Linked DNA regions of Capsicum annuum: region 1 is linked to region 2. A link is a contact called in public Hi-C data. All regions are on one chromosome and are shown on one strand. Each heading gives the region's core, a stretch centred on a gene start, on an enhancer-like site or on the middle of the called end of the contact. The rest is flanking DNA. Distances are from core to core; before and after follow the strand shown.

What was found. Hi-C and Micro-C count contacts between places; a contact is called where the count stands out from the background.
Region 1: a contact with region 2 is called in a Hi-C map of leaf, with 3 times the contacts expected there. The contact joins two enhancer-like sites. A contact is called at or near these places in 3 of 5 Hi-C or Micro-C datasets (leaf and placenta).

The regions. Positions count from the first base shown.
Region 1 is chr11:29,412,679-29,416,618 of UCD10Xv1.1, forward strand. LOC107848202 reads right to left here. Exons shown (of 2, transcript XM_016692909.2): 2 at 2,238-2,865. The coding sequence ends at 2,451. Among protein-coding and RNA genes, the nearest start is that of LOC107848202, 9.3 kb to the right of the region's middle. Within about 2 kb of position 1,598, at least 4 of the 5 cell types and tissues checked have an H3K27ac peak or open chromatin away from gene starts, as enhancers often do. A contact at or near this core is called in leaf, where this site is marked.
Region 2 is chr11:29,291,016-29,294,770 of UCD10Xv1.1, forward strand. No RefSeq gene overlaps it. Among protein-coding and RNA genes, the nearest start is that of LOC107848153, 3.2 kb to the left of the region's middle. Within about 2 kb of position 2,121, at least 1 of the 5 cell types and tissues checked has an H3K27ac peak or open chromatin away from gene starts, as enhancers often do. A contact at or near this core is called in leaf, where this site is marked.

The DNA.
Region 1 (3,940 bases), core at 348-2,847, 120 kb after region 2:
AAATTGAATGCCAGAGAGTAGCAGAATTGGAGTCAAATTTAAAAATGGTAACCGCCCCTTAATTGTAGGCTTCTTCCAAGAAGAAAAAATATGAGTCAATTTTGGTAAAGCTAGGTATATATCTTTTTAGAGAGAGAATAAGAAAAAGTGAATTTTTTGTAATATGTTTTGAGAGTTAAGATTTTATGTAATAAATTATACTTAAATTGTGCTTATGTGGAATTTTTAGATGAAAAAATGGATGTTTGGCACGCCTTGTCATTTGGATTTTTGCCAGTTCATTGACAAAAATAACCATATTACAGTTATTTGCACGATTTAGCCTATTTGACAGGTTGAGTTAAAAAGAGTTACCAGGGCCATGCATGTTCATGGTTCAGTTTGAATTGATTTTTGACTAAAATCAAAACCAAACCATTTTAATTGGTTTTTAAATTTTTCAGTTTGATTTGATTTTTAACTAGCTGATAAATTGATAGTGGTAAAATTACGATAACATGAGATAATTATTTCAAATGAACATTCATAATCAACGATTTTCTTTACTATCTTAAGATGAATATATAAAATTCTTCTAGTATTTTTCAATACTATTCCGATGTTTTAACATGTATAAGTTGCATAGCTATATAGAGGTTACTCCACATCACATGTCTAACATCCACAAAATCAGGGGTAGACCTACACATCATTTTTGGATGCTCCGACACCCACTAAACTCGATACGGAATAGGTATAATTACAATAAAAATATACGAAAATAAGTATAAATTATATAAAAGCACCCACTAAACAAGAAGTTGATTAGGTGCACTGGCATGTTGAGGTAATTTTTTATTTTTTTCTGTAGTACACACCCACACTCCTTAAATCCCAGGTCCGTCACTGCACAAAACTAAGATACAACTTTAAATAGAATGGTTAACTCTACAAAAATCAAATGGGCAAGGCATTGAAGAGCAGATGGATGTCTCGGCAAAGAAAATTAAAAAGCGACAATATAGCACACCCCATTAGATAAAAGAATGTTGGATTTCGGAATATTTTTAAAAATGGAACTATAACAGTGTTGTAATACATGTGAAAGTAGAGTAAGATCAAATTAATGATCAAAAGACATAAAATATTCGTAGTTATTTATGAAAAGCTAATATCATATATTCAAATAATTATAAAACTTATGTAAGTGTATAATTTATCGATTCAGTTTGATTACTTATTCAATTATTTTTTAATAAAATTAACACCGAACCAAATATCATCCGCTTTTAAAATTTAAAATCAAACCAAACCAAACCAAACCAAACCAAATGTTGGTTTGTTTAATCGGTTTGGTTGCCTTTTTAGTCAAACCATGAACACAAGTACAAGGGTAACCAAGCACATTAGCACAGCTCTCCTCCGTTTCAGATCCTAAACCTTTTTTCTTTGGATTCAAATGGTGGTGGTGAGTAAAATAACTTCTTGAAGTGTGTATGGGTGCTATAAATTGCCGTGGGATGATGGAACTATGGTGGTGTTTGAATGGAGGATGACGGTTTACTGAGTTGAGAATGCCAGGAGGTGTCTATCTATGTACATAAACTGCGGTGGTGTTTGAGGAGGATGAGTGTAGTAGGTTGAGAATGGTGATAACGGTAGGAGGCGTATATCCATGAATACACAAATATCTGCGTACATGTGTGCATACCATATACTTAAGACGTTTCATCTTTCCCAAATTTTGTTTACATGCGCATCCAGGTATGACTCTGGAAAAGAGAAAATGGTGGCGCAGTGTCGAACAAAGAATTGAGCACATTCATAGCTGTTACTATGGGTCCTGCAACACAAGGAGATTTTACTCTAAAAAATCTTTGTGAAGCTACATGAAACCGGCCAAAATATTTGTACCCTATCAAAGTAAGAAACCATGGCATATATGTTTTAAATAGATGTCATTATTTCATCAGTATGCTGTGATGTAAAATTTTATGATCTGGATAATCCTCAAAACAAACTCTATGCTTGTTCAATAATTTTGCAATCCCACATAATGCATACTTATAAATTTTGTCTCTCTTGGAAGGCGGAAGATCTTCTAAAATGATCCAACTAAACCATACCAGTGGCAAGGAAAACCAATGAAGTACCAGTTGGTTACATAGTTTTAGAATTTTGTTGATCCGAAGTACTCCATCACTATCATTGCATATAAGAATACAGAAAGTAAAGGCGAAAAGGCATAACTAGAAGAATTGTGCGAGACAAGTGAATTCACCTGGTTGATGCATTCTAGATTGAAGAGACGATGTGATGGATCCCAATACAAATAATAGCAATACGCGAAGAAAAAATTGTAATACTGATGAATTTGAGAAAGAAAAAGGACTTCTCTTTCTATTCTCCGTTTCTGTATTATCCATAATGCGTTAATACTGATCACCTCAAAACTTCTACAGGATTTGATATCAGCTTGATGAGCTCAGAGAACTTTTAAGACTTCGAAGGATACTCCACATGAATGTTGAAATAACAAAAAGTATTATGCCGGTTATAATGGCATATTTCAGTCCAAGATTCACCAGCAAGTTCACTAGTAGGCCAGCAAAGACAACGCCAACAAAGTTTGCTGAAACAGCAGACCAGAAAGGCATATCTAGCACAGAAGCTATGATAGCACCTGTCCAAGCTCCGGTTCCGGGGAATGGAACTGCCACGAAGAGCATTAAACCAAGCCATTGAAATTCTTTCACTGGACCTGCCTTGTCTTTGGCCCTCTCGAACAACATATCCAAAAGCTTTGATGCTGACTTGTTCGTTCCAGCAAGGAAGATTGCTAATTTCTTTAAGTAGAGCACAATGAAGGGGACAGGAACCATGTTCCTGCAGATGAAGCACCGGTTCTTGATTGTTAGCAAACAGAAAATGAGCCGCAATCCAAAAGCTACCTTTTCAACTCATGTAAAATTAACATGGTCACTATAGCTTCCAAAGTCTAATTAACCTAAATAAATCGCTATTGAGATTGTTTGATAGTTACTTATACTTTGTTAGATATGCATTGCATGTTGTATTGCACGCATTAGTTCTAGGCATAGGTCAAGTAAAAGATTTGAACTGTATCTCACAATATAAATAGATTCGTGTTGTATTTATTAAGTCATTAGTGATCTTTTATTTTCATAATTCTCAGACATCACTTTCAAAAATTATGCTCCCACAAATGCAGCATCAGCTTGATTATCAACTGAAAATAGTCAAAATCGGTTTCAATTGTCAACTGCCCCAATCGAAAACAGTTGACTAACAATTCTGAAAGATCCGGAAGTTACATCCTTTTTCATGAATTAGCTACTTGTCGAAACACTACCATTCACTCGCAAATAAGAAGTAACACAGACCCTATAGCTTCTGCAGTCTAAAATACTGAAAAACGATCATATATAGACATCATTTTCACAGTAATTGATACTCCAACTACCAGTATTAACAACTGGATGCTTGTTTACCAGTAGCTAACATTCAAGTTGCAGCACAATTGCAAGCAACATTAGTAAAACTGCAGTACAGAGAGCAAAATTACTTTTAAGGATGACATTCAATTCAACAAGAACAAAAAATACCTAGTGTAGTCCCAGGAAGTGGGATCTAGGGAGGATAGAGTAGAGTGTACACATACCTTAACTCTACCTCAGAAGTAGAGACGTCGTTTCCAATGGACCCTCCGCTCGAAACAGACATTCAATTCAACAACTACTATGTACCAAGTGTACACTCTCACAAAGTGGGGCCTGGGAAGGATAGAGCGTACGCAGACCTTACGTCTATCTCAAAACTAACGAAATATTTCCGATAGACCCTTAACTCGAAACAGACATTCAATTCTACAACAACAACACTCCCAGTGTACTCCCTTCAAAGTGGTGTTTGTGGAAGGTATAGTCCACGCTCCTTACCT
Region 2 (3,755 bases), core at 871-3,370:
TAGCACTGACGGTTCTCATCTTTATTTTTTTTCGCGGGTGTATGAAAAACAAAAGGTGGAAAAAATTGGAACCCTTTTGGTTTTGCGGGTTTAGAAAAAAAAAGGCGAAAAAAATTGGAGGGATTTAATAACTGTTATATTTAATAAAACTTTTTTATGAAAAAAATTCTTAAGTTGTTACATGGATGTCTATTGCCATGGTTATAAATCAATGGCAACAGTTATATTACTAAGTTGTGGCATTAGAATCAAATTTTTTGGTGACGGTTGTAACCGTTGCTAAAACATTTGTTGTCATATATCCATTTCTGGTGGTGCCACTAGTTTAATTTCAACGCACTCTTATATTTCCTTTAAAACAACCGGACAACTGTATGTGTGTGAGAGAAAAGGAGGAGCTCTCTCCTTCTCGATCTCTCCGGCGTAATTTTGGTGATTTTTCATCAGCAGACCTTCATTCTCCAAGAAATGTAGGCCGTTTTGAGGAGAAAGAGAGAAAATTTTGGACCAGATATTTGGTGGGCCCAGAGAGCATGGCCCAGTGTTGTAGGTGGACCCTAAATGAACAACTAGTGTTTAGTAGTTATCACCTGTTGGGCTATCCCACTTTCTAACCAATGAGAAACTATTAATGGATCCAAATCCTACTGACATTGGGCCATTAGGCTGTATTTATAGCAAAAATATAAGGATAAATTACATAAGTATACACTTCATCTTATCATATTTATACAAATTTTTATTCTTACAAAGTAATTACAAAAATTTCAACTAATTATGTATCTTTCTTGAATGTATCGGGGAGCTAATTATGTATCTCGACAGACCCAAAAGGAACATGTATCGGGAGCTAATTACGTATCTTTACAAGAAAAAAATATATCTTCCTTCGATGTATTATGTATTTCGACAGACTCAAAATCAGAAAAAATATAACGGTTGTTATTTATGTATCTTTACAAATGAAAAATGTATCTTCATTGGATGTATTAGGAGCTAATTATGTATCTCAACATACCCAAAATCGGGATTAGCAGTAATTATGCAAAATATCGGATTTTTCAGTAATTAAGCTTCAAACTGTTGAGATTTATATAGTTTGCCCAAAATATAATATTCTTCACTTTTAAAGGAGGAATTCCCAAAAATATACAATATAAAATGAAATATTATACCATGTAACTCAATAAATTATATTATTTTGAAAGAAAATATACAAACAATTGATAAAATAATTTCATTGTGTTTAAAGTCATTTATAATAGGAAAAAAAATACATAAAGTAGCATACTTCAATATTAAATTACAAAAAATAATAATATTTTTATCAAATTACATTTTGTAGTATATGTATTTGTATGTATTTGTATTTTTATAGCAACATTTTGCAAAAATACAAAATACATATCAATCATAAGGGCAGTAAAAATTATATGTATTTGTATTTTTGTACAACAGTTTACAAAAATATAAAATACAACTTACTATATTATGTAATTATGAAACCGTTGCTATGAAACTCATAATTAAGGGGATAAGTATGTTATTTCTGAATTTTACCCATAATATTCCTAAACTATCAAAGTCAGCAGCAACAAAATACGCAGTAAAGTCCCATAAGTGAAGTTTGATGAAATTAATATGTACGCAAATGTTATCACTATCTCAAAAAGATAGAGAGGTTGTTTTCGAAAATCATTATATCAAAATTTTGAATAACATATGCTACTATTTCTACTAATCAAGAAAAACGAAAAGAACAATCAATATAGGTTGTTCTAAGATAGTTGGATCCTTTCACAATTAATTTCACCATTAATTAAAAATCTCGAATTTAAGTTTCGAATATATAAAAGTCTTATAATATCTGAATTTTAATTTAAATTAATCAATTTTTAATATAAAAAAGAAATACTGAAATTGAGAGGACAAATTGGTTTACCCAAGTAAAGATCGGTACTTTTTCCTTCATAACTCAGAGGTGCACACGGGCAATTTTTTATGACAAAAGTTAGCTGAAGATTCTGTCACGGACAAATGTCTTTATTAACGAGGAACGGTAATTGTATAGATTTCTCATTCATATTTTTCTATCCAACCAAAAAGAGAGAATTTTCAATTATATATCTATAATATATTAAAAGCCTGAAGGCTCTTTGAAAAGTGAATTGAACTTTTTGTCTTTCATTAAAATAGTTTGCTTTAGATAAAATTATCTTTTACCCTTTTTTCTCTAATTAAATTCTATAAAATAAATATACCAAATTTTCCTACAAACACCCGCTTTTTTTTTTTTTTTGTAAAATTTTCCTTACCAAATTTAGCTACTTTGATTACTACTTTCTTGCAAACACCCGTTTTTTTTTTTTTTTAATTTTTCTTACCAAATTTAGCTACTTTGGTTCCTACTTGATTTACAATTAAATCCATCCTTTTTTTGGTTCCTACTTGATTTACCATTAAATCCATCTTTTTTTTTTGTAAAATTTGCCTTCCACCGTTTTTCATTTTTAAAAATTTAATTTGATTCCTACTTGGTTTACAGTTAAATCCTTTCCAAATTTAGCTATAATGTTTTCAATCCTATTTAATTTCTACTTGGTTTCTTCCAACCAATAAACATACTGCTTTTCCAGTCTTCTATATAAACAGCTGTCAATTTTCATTGTTTTTCGTCTCATCATAGTTTCAACAATTTTATTTCCAGATTTTTGATCGTTATATCATCTCTCCCTTTTTACATTGTTAATTAAACACGATATTATTTGCTATGCCAACTTAAATTGCTTAGTTTAATTTAATTTAGTGTGTAGCTTAATGTGACCTATTAATTCAATATATTATGAATTCTACGTTGTTATCGTTCTATGTGTCATTTTAATTATTATAATTTCTGTTGCTCATAACTAACTTCTTTATCTACCCGCCTACCAAGAAGATTCACATATTCAGGTATCATTCTTCTCATCTCACAAATTTACCTCTATTATGAAATTTTACGTTCTTATCATTATAACTTTTATTTTTTTAAAGATTATTTAATGGATCCTATCACCGAAGTTGTGAGTATCAACACTTTAAAGCCAAGGGATTATATCTGGATGATCAAAGTCTTGGTCATCGGAAGCGGCCCAACGAAACTGTTTAAGAATGGAGGCGGTTCTCGAAAAATGGTGATATTAGTTGATGAAGAGGTAATTAAATTACTCTTGAATTAATTTATCCCACTTGAAAAGCGGAATAAAATAATGTCAGGTTTAGTGGAACAACTACACGTTATTTTTTTTACATTTAGTAGTTGGTCGTTCTGTAGCTATTTACTGGTAACTAAAGTAACCTCATGATTGCTTCACACACATCAACAAATACATATTTCTCAGTTTCTGTTTTACTCTTATATCTATCAATTTCATATTATGCTTTTTTTTTCAGGGTACAAAAATTAATGGTACACAGTTCAATGAACATATTGAAACGTTTGGACATTCTTTACAGCAATCCAAAGTTTGCTATATCATAAACGATCGCATTATTGGGGTCAATCCTAATTTTCAATCCGTTAATAAGGACATTAAACTTGGATTCTTAACCTCCACTATAGTTCAAGAATGTCACAGTCCTTTTTCTACATTTTCTTTTTCTAAGAATTTTGTTTCATTCGAAGATGAAAAATTGCATACCAAAGAAACAATAGTAGGTAATTCCTTTAACTTTCATCAAGTAATTACCATTGTCATAAATTCAACTTTTTACTA